2 separate regions of the Hordeum vulgare genome follow, and region 1 is linked to region 2. Evidence: chromatin contacts called from public Hi-C data. All regions are on one chromosome and are shown on one strand. The core of a region is the stretch at or near the end of the contact, and the rest is flanking DNA. Distances in the headings are between cores, read along the strand shown.

Evidence for each region. Hi-C and Micro-C count contacts between places; a contact is called where the count stands out from the background.
Region 1: a contact with region 2 is called in a Hi-C map of leaf, with 4 times the contacts expected there. The contact joins the promoter of LOC123443476 here to the promoter of LOC123443475 in region 2. A contact is called at or near these places in 3 of 6 Hi-C or Micro-C datasets (leaf and seedling) and 1 of 1 datasets of contacts at active chromatin or transcription factors (embryo).

The regions. Positions count from the first base shown.
Region 1 is chr3H:190,896,956-190,901,674 of MorexV3_pseudomolecules_assembly, reverse strand. LOC123443476 reads left to right here and starts at 2,459. Exons shown (of 12, transcript XM_045119854.1): 1 at 2,459-2,642; 2 at 3,711-3,967; 3 at 4,095-4,137; 4 at 4,705-4,719. The coding sequence starts at 3,729.
Region 2 is chr3H:190,524,759-190,529,605 of MorexV3_pseudomolecules_assembly, reverse strand. LOC123443475 (peroxiredoxin-2F, mitochondrial) reads left to right here and starts at 2,684. Exons shown (of 5, transcript XM_045119851.1): 1 at 2,684-3,025; 2 at 3,113-3,142; 3 at 3,657-3,815; 4 at 4,414-4,508. The coding sequence starts at 2,834.

The DNA.
Region 1 (4,719 bases), core at 1,210-3,709, 370 kb before region 2:
GTTCATCGTGTTTTACGGTACGGATCCGACGCCACCTCTTGTTCTTCCCCGGGAGGGCAGATCTGGAGTATGATTTGGGCTCCGGGGAGGGGAAATCGACACTGTCGTCATCATCAACCATCCTTCATCACCAATTTCATGATGCTCTCCGCCGTTCGTGAGTAATTCCATCGTAGGCTTGCTGGACGGTGATGGGTTGGATGGGTTGGATGACATCTATCATGTAATCGAGTTAGTTTTGTTAGGGTTTGATCCCTAGTATCCACTATGTTCTGAGATTGATGTTGCTATGACTTTGCTATGCTCAATGCTTGCCACTAAGGCCCGAGTGCCATGATTTCAGATCTGAACCTATTATGTTTTCATGAATATATATGTATTCTTGATCCTATCTTACAAGTTGTAGACACCTATTACAAGTTATGATCCGCATCCCCCACGGTGACAATAACTGGGATTCTTTTCGGTGATTACCGTAGTTTGAGGAGTTCATGTATTCAGTGCTAATGCTTTGGTCCGTTCTCTATTAAAAGGAGGCCTTAATATCCCTTAGTTTCCATTAGGACTCCGCTGCCACGAGAGGGTAGGACAAAAGATGGCATGCAAGTTCTTTTCCATAAGCACGTATGACTATATATGGAATACATGTCTACATTACATTGATGAATGCCATCTGACATAATTTTTCATCATTGATCCATTTCCTACGAGCTTTCCACATATTGATCTTTGATAAGTTACTTTTCCGTTGCTACTGTTACAACCGCTACAAATAAGGGTTATATTGTACTGTAGAAACTTTTCGTCTGCATCATCGCATCGTCATGCTGCCACTACAATATTTCCTATATTTCAAAAAACATAAATGACGTTGTAAAATCCTAAGAGCTGCATGTGCACGAGACTAGCCCAATATGTAATGGTAAACGTTTTCCGCCCGTGCGTTCGACCGGACGCATGCCCGTCGTCGATCTCGTGATCTCCTCCCCATCCCGAACGACCCGCGATCTCCTCCCCATCCGGAACGGCTCGCGCGCGCTGCGACGACATGGTCGAAGGGACCCATCATCCGCGCGCGCCCCTGCGCCGCCGTCGCCGCTGCGCCGGTCCCTGCCCTCGTCGGCCCGCCCGAATCGCCAATTCCCGCCACCGTCGACCGTCCGCTTCGCCGGATCCAGCCTTCGCCGTCGTCCTCGTCGTGTGCCCGCCATGGCCGGGGCGCACGTATACAAGTGTTACAAACGTCACCAAAAATTGCTGAAACGACTATTTAAAAAGCTTCAACCGTTGATTAAAAAAGCTGCAACCATACATATAAAAAGCTGCAAGGCAAATCATACTTTTCCTCGTTGAAGTATTTGGTTGAAGCTTTTTTTCTTAACGGTCGAAGCTTTTCTATACACGGTTGAAACTTTTTGAGGAGTGACCACGCGAGATGCTGCAGTCGGAGCGGCGTTTGAAACTTTTTTCATATACGGTTGAAGCTTTTTCTGTCAACGTTTATAACTTTCCCTCGTTGAAGTTTTTGGTTGAAGCTGTTTTTCTTAACGGTTGAAGCTTTTTCTACACACGGTTGAAACTTTCTCTCCAGCGTTTGCAACACAGGGGGTGAGATGCGACCGACGATTATCTTGATACATGAGTATCTAAGTCTTCATTCAATACAATTATAGCATGGATAATAAACGATTATCTTGATACATGAGTTATAATAATAACTTATTTATCATTGCCTCTAGGGCATAATTCCAACATTTCTACACACGGTTGAAACTTTTTTTCCAGCGTTTGCAACACAAGGGGGTGAGATGCGACCGACGAGGTGAAGACCGACGTGTATGAGCAGCGACGAGTGCGCCGGCGCTGCGAGTGCGTCGGCGAGCGGCGGGGGCAGCGAACGGTCGGGGCGAGCTGAGTCCCGGAGCGCGGGGCAGCCGAGGCGGCGAGCGGTCGGTGAGGAGGCGAGACGACGCGGTCGGCGCGTGCTGGGGCGGCGGCGCGTGCGAGGATGGCGGGCGGTGGGGGCTCGCGTGACGAGACCTGATGGTCAGGGAGCCCCTGATCTGACGGTTGCTGTGCGACCGGCGCGAGCCCTCGGGCCGGCACGCCGGCGCCTAGCAGTGCCCGTATGTAATTGGCTCTTAACGCGAGGCATAAAATCGGTCAGATGATTATAATCATTTTCTTAAGAAAACTTTTTTTCTTAAAAAAATGTTTTGATCGTGTCAGTATGATTGAGACGTACGCGCCCGGGGTACCGAGGTTGTAGCTGTAACTCGTGTGGACGACTTCACGTTTCCGTTTCCGTTTCCGTTTCGACAAGAGTAAGGAAAAAACCTGCGAACGTACGGCTCACGAGTCGCGAGTCCCGGGCCAGCAGGGAGCCGGAGCCGGAGCGAGCGGTGCCACGCGGCCGCGGCAGGGCACGGTGGCAACCCGCCAAAATAGGCATCCCGGTCTCGCGAGAACCAGCCACCCACACCACAGCCAAGAAGCGGCGGCGAGGGCGAGCGGGCGATAAAATCTCGCGGCCTCTCTCCTCTCGGTTTCGATTCCCGTCTTCGCCTCGCCAACTCCAACTCCAACTCCAACTCTCCCTCTCTCTCTCGTTCGCTTCCTCGGCAACAGGACGAACAACTCTGGTACGAACTACCTCCCCTCCTTCCCTTGCGACGCCTTCTCTTCAAATCGTGCCGCCGCCTCGTGAATGTCCACCGACAATGCCGTGTTCCGGCCGGGGCTCGCTTCTTGGCGGCTGCGTCCATCGGTCTGACGAGATTGAGTAGCCCTACTCCCGATTCAGCCGTCTGCCTCTTCCTGCCTGTACGTCGCGCCGGCTTTAGGTTTCTTCTTCTTTCTTGCGGCGCTTTTAAGGTTGTTAGTGGCGGAGACGCGTTGCCGTTTGACTGCTAGAACGGGGACGCGGATTCGCTGGCGAATCGATGCAATTTTGAGACGAGAGGGGACGGTATCTCGATTGAACTGGGCTGTGCCCGTGCCTCGCCGATGGGTCTTTCAATTTTTACGTTTCTTGATGCGATTATTTGAACTATGGATCCGCAGCATTTTTCTGGTTGGCGGCGGAGAATATGGGGATAATAGATAAACTGAGAGACGGAGAGAGAAAGAACGGACACAGCGATTTTGTTCGTGTTTTTGGCTGTTTGCGTAGGTGGTTCGTGTGGACATAGGAGAAGAGAATGAAGACCACCTGTATCTTCAAGTCCTTATCAATAATTTTTTCAAAATTCAGTTCATTTTCTAATTCAGCTTTCTACAGTAATGTTGAAATGCTTATACACAAAGCAAACTGCAACATGCGGGAAGTGGATCTTCTCTCTTCTCCTCGATCTTTCTTAGAACCTCTTCCTTTTACTTTTGAATATTCTTTCCATACTATTCTCTATTATATTCTTCTCTTTTAGCTGTTGTCTCTGAACTTCCATCACATCTGTTTCTTTTTTTAGGGATGGAACAGTTTTCTCTCCCCCATATTTTGAGCTAAAATTTAGACAACTATTCAATTTTGCTTCACGCATTTCAAGTAAAAAATGGAAAGCATTTTCTTCACATATGCCTATATGGTACTATTTCATAACGGAAATAAGAAGTTGCTAATTACACTAGAATATTTCCTTGTTCAAATGAGAAGATCAAATTGACAGCACATCCTTTCTATGACGCTCATATTTTGTGCAATTATTCCTCAGGTTTGAGCGCACACTCAAATGGGTATCTTCAGTGGAACGCCTCCTCCGAGCTGCCCATCAGCTCCGCATTGCGCGGAATGGGCTAAAGTCTATCTGAAGTACTGCCTGTGCAGCACAAAGGATGGTGTTGCCTTGGGTCTTGGACTGGCTAGTGTCCTCAGTTGGGGTATCGCCGAGGTGCCGCAGATCATCACAAATTACAAACAGAAGTCAACAGAAGGCCTTTCTATTGCCTTTCTGATGACCTGGATAGTTGGGTATGTTGTTTCTTATTTCCCACCTTCCTCGCATATTGATGCTGTATCGTCCTTATCGTACTTGCATATGCATATCGTGCGCAATGCTCTATCTAATGGTGTATGTCATTCTTCTGCAATCATGCAGGGATTTGTTTAACCTTGCTGGCTGTTTCCTGGAACCTGCTACTGTAAGATCCACTACTGCAACATTTTTTTCTTTTCTTTACTCAAATTCTTTCAGATACAACATTTTTCTTTCGCGAGGCACACCCACCAGTTACACATGTTAATATCCCAGGACCCTAGTAGTTTTCTCTGATTTAATTGACTATCCGTCTGCAGTTTTGTTTGGACAATGTAATGAGGTGTTATTCATGAATATGAAAAGCAACCGAATCATTTCTGCTTGCCTGCACTGTTCCTGCAACCAGCAAGAGCTAATATAATTATGCTGGATGCAGTCATGTGAAGAAAATTACCTGTAGCGGAGAATAACTCAATAAGAACATTAATATTATAGTTCCAAGCATAGTATCTCAAAATGGGAGATTTCAGAACAATCTAGATATGTTATATAAATGATTTACATCTGCTGCACATAAACCTGATTATGCTTGCCAATACAGCCCTCTTGCATTTAATGTGTGCAGCTTCTTCATGTTTAGTTGTGATGTAGAAAGTATGCGTGGGATTAAATAAGCACCTTATAATTTGAACATTTCGATTTAATATTTTTTGTTATGTTTTTAATGCAGCTGCCAACACAGTTT
Region 2 (4,847 bases), core at 1,435-3,934:
GGAGGAGGCCCGCTCGTCCAACGTGTCATGGAAGATTCCATGAACACGTACGATGAGCGCCAGTGGGTGGGGTTGGAGGAGATGATGACCCTCTTCGCGGCCGGCGACGTGGCCATCCCGGAGGAGCAGCCCATGGTGGTGAAGGAGGAGTTGCGCGAGGAGCAGCCAGTGGCCGCGTTCCCCCTGGATCCGGTGGGTCAGCGCTGGACGTGATCGTGCACGACCACAGAGATGGCCCAGGGAGTGGCCCCCCAGCCTTCGTGCCCCACGCCGTCGCGGTCACCGGAGCGCGAGTCATCGCCGCGCGGGAAGGTGGTGCAGGCGTCGTGAGCGCCGCCAACCTTCTAGGGGCTGCCGGCCCACCTCTGGACGATGCCGCCGTACATTGACCTCACTGGCGACGATGACGACAACGACGGCGCCTGAAGACGGCGACGGGCACGATAACAACGCGAGGCGACGCATTTTATCTGTTTTTTAAAATTGTACTAGCAAAAGGCACGTGCGTTACAACGGAGTAACAAAACTATGTATTGACCGCTTATTACAATGAGTAATTCGCCACTAACGATTATACAATTCTAATGCACATACTAATTCCAGCATGATACATTCTTCTAAGAAGAAAATGTAAGTACATTTTTCTAAGAAGAAAATGTAACCATATAGGTGAACACGCTGCTAGCTCTAGTTATTAATGGAGTGGCATTGTCCATCAATTTAATTCATTCTCATAAACATGAAGGTATTTGTTTGACCTTGATTGTCATGAAGAGGAAATAAAAACATTATTATGCTTTTCAATGGCTAGTCCTCATCTATTTTTTCTAAATCATTATCTTTGTTCGTATAGATCTCTGAATTTATTGCACACCATACCAGGGCAATAATCTTAAGAAGCAAGGGACACAAGTTATATGTGTGAATGGATAATAAATACATAAGAAACTGATGGAAATTTAAGAAAAGAACCGAGGTGGGACTATTGCATAGCAAATCCAGATTTATAGGAAAAACATACATAGTTAGTTGTCCGCCTTCTTCTTGACCGAAACCAAGAAACAAAAACAGAGAAAAGGGAGAGAAAAAGTGCTAAAACCAAGGATTGAACCTAGCTCTCCTAGATGCATGAGAGTTGCACCAACCACTACGCCTCACACATGGTATTGACAAATCACGGTTTCAAGCTTTAAGAAGGATAGCGTACAACGACTTTGACAGGAAAAAGTCTAAACAATTTTTTTCATTTATGGGTGGCATAGTGGGTAATTTAAACCAACTTCGAGACAATTTTAATGACGTACCACAGAAGCAATATGTGCTTTTATTAATAGGTAAAGATTAATGGAAAATTCTATTTAGAAACGCCCCACCGTGGCCATTGCATGCGGCGGCTTGGGTTGTCCTTCCTTCATCATGCATGCATGCATGCATGCATACAAATGTCATTAATTCGTTTTAGATCACTGGAATTCAAAGACTTTATCTCTTAAACCATTAATTCGATCGATGATTCGTTTTCGTCGTTGACTTTGTTTCGACGAAATCTTCAAAACTAGATCCCATGTTGACATGTTTCGATAATCTTTTTTCTGCTCGTACTTATCACATTTGTTACACTTACTTGTCATATTAGCAAGTACTTACTTGTTTGATAAAGAATAACTTAATCATCAAATTTTTAAAAATTACGTATAAATATAAATATGATATCTCGACATAATCAAAGTGACAAACACAAAAAACTTTTTTTAGGTGATTGTGCGTAAAAATATGACAACTCAACAGATTTAAAACTAGTGATCACAAGAAATCTTTTTTGGTCATCGTTTGTAAATATGACAACCCAACATAGTTAAACTAACAAGCACACAAAATAGTTTCCTGACAAAGTTATATGTAAACATGACAAGTTGGCATATTTAAATTGACAAACACAACCCATGACATGCTTTTATATCATGTATAATGAAAACTGCTACAAGGCTTTATACAAAAACATTAAAAAGTGTCAATCAAGTTATTTTTTTAGGCAAATAAGTGGTTAATAATATGGCAAGTGGGTCAAAAAATGTGGCAATCATGAATGAAAAAAAAGTTGATGAAACACATCGACATGGGATCTAGTTTCGAAGAACTCGTCGCGACGAAGCCAATGGTGAAAACGAATCATAGATTGAATTAACGGTTTTGTAGATTTTTTTTTTTAAATTTCAAACATTAATGAAAATCTTGTTTGATTTTATTCCATGCATGCAGAGGAGAAAGAGAAGGAACTAACCACATTATTATAGTACTTAGCTTACTTTTTTATGATGACAATACTTAGTTTAATAGTATTAATGGACATTTCTTTTTTATTTTGCTTTGCCAGCGCGCTGTGCATTTCTACAACAGCCGCTGCACGGGAGCGTCAAGGTGCGGCGCCGCTGCATAGTCGGTTCCAAGATTAATTAAGGACCATGGGCCATGGGGCTTGAACAATGTTTTTATTAATGTATAATTATTAATGTTTGCGTTTTATTTATATTTTTTTGTTTATTCCAATTTATTTTAAATGCGAGACGTTTTAGGGTGCGTCTGCCCGTTGGGCGCACCGATGTAGGTACGGACCGATCCGAACATGGATAGCTATGTTGTCATTCTAAACTGAGAGAATCGGTTGAAACGGACGTCCAGATGGGATCGTCCCGTGGAGTTGGCCTAATGGAATACAAGTCTGTTCTCTCAAAGGCCGCTCGCCAGCGAAACCCGATCCAACGAAACAATACCTAGTCCCATCTTCTGTGGCTTTTGGCGGCTTGAGCGAGTAGGAGGTCAGAGCAGAAGGGCGATGGCGTCAGCACTGGCGAGGAGGGCGGGAGGTTCCCCTGCGGCGGCGCTGTGGGCCGCGGCCAGGGGATTTGCGTCGGTGGGCTCCGACATCGTCTCCGCGGCGCCCGGCGTGTCGCTGCAGAAGGCGCGGTCCTGGGACGAGGGAGTCGCCACCAAGTTCTCTACCACCCCTCTCAAGGACATCTTCCATGTACTACGCTCTCTATACTCTGCCCCTGTTTCCTCCCGCCGCTATCGTCTGACCCCTTCCTGTTTCTTTGTATCTGCTTGCTCGCAGGGGAAGAAAGTCGTCATCTTCGGGTTGCCGGTAAGCTCTCTCTAGCTCACTGCCCTCGCCTACCAAGTTCTTCTTGTGCTAGCTTCGGTTCATGTATACTCGACTATTTCCAAACCCTAATGAGTCTCAGTGGGGATTTTTCACACTAGTTGGTACTAGTCCAAAATCAGCATTAGACGCTTATGGATCGAGTTCTTGGATGCTCCATTCGCACGAAGTACAGTATGAGAAACTGCGAATAGGCAGGCAGGCCATTGGCTAGATCAGGAAAAATAAATGCTGAAACATCATTGTTGGACTGCGAATTAGTGTGCTTGAGCTTTTGCGCTGAATGGCATTTTAGTGCCCACCGTTCAAATTCATTAATAACTCTATATCCCTAAACAGTTTCTGGCTACATCCACTAGGATTGTAAGCTTGCTCCATGATGGTTCTGTGTTTTGCCCTTTCCATCTCATTGGTAACTACTCCATTGTAGACTCACTCTCTCCTGGAATGATTTATTGCTCATATAATTAACAGCTATCTCTGTGATATATTTCAGGGTGCATACACAGGAGTATGTTCGCAGTCGCACGTTCCTAGTTACAAGAACAACATTGATAAGTTGAAAGCAAAAGGGATCGACTCTGTTATCTGTGTAGCTGTAAATGATCCTTATGTGCTGAATGGATGGGCGGAAAAATTACAGGCAAAAGATGCAGTGAGTAACTACTCTCTATTTTTGTATGGAATACAATTTAGATTTAGCGCAGAATAATGGAATAACATACAGGTATTGTAGTGTGCATAACTGCATATCAAAGTATTGCCAACTGAGTCATGAGATAGGACAATCTTCCTTCAAGTTTGGCAGTACCTGTTTTGGTTTTCCTGCATAACACATGCTTCATGTTACCATATGCCCTCCCTACTCCCTGTCATAGTCATAGTAAGTAATCCATAACATTCGTGCACAAATCATTGTCTGTTAATTTTTTCTCCTTTTTCTCTTGCTTATTTTGCCAGCCCTGCGCTTTAGTTTGCTTGCGAGCCACTTTATGAGTGCAAATTCAACTCACATGTCTTTTTTAGTCTAACTTTCATATGCTCTGTTGAATGATTTCAATCTGTATTGTATGGTAATGAGGGTCAGAAATGTGTTAGAATTGCATGCATACCAGCCTAGGTGGTTACTGCACATAGATGTTCCGAGATTTCTAGCCCATGCGGTTGGATGCTATGTTAGATATTTTCAAGAATCAAAATCATGTGAACGTTTATTTTAACCATCTGCCCTAATTGTATAATTCTATTGTCAGATTGAGTTCTATGGTGACCTTGACGGGAGCTTCCACAAAAGCTTGGATTTGGATATAGATCTCTCTGCTGCTTTGCTTGGCCGCCGCTCCCACAGGTAATTACACTTTTGCCAACTCTTCTGATATTCTCTAATGGAGTATTAATTAAGCCATGATGTAAATGATGTCAGCTACTTAGAACTCTTCTTTAGTTTATGTGGCATGCAGTGCACCTCTCTTACTGGTGAGCTTTAGGTTAGTGGTTCAGTAGTTTTATAAGTTATGCCTTTGTTTATAGAATTGGATAATTGTCTCTTTGATATTATGGGACTAAATTTATAACTATACATGATGCGAAAGGATTTTAAGCTATTTCTGGAAAACAATTTTCAGTATTTGGTAGCTTGTCTTGAGTTAGGTAGCATTGACTGTCGTTTTTTTCTTCTTGTTTTTGT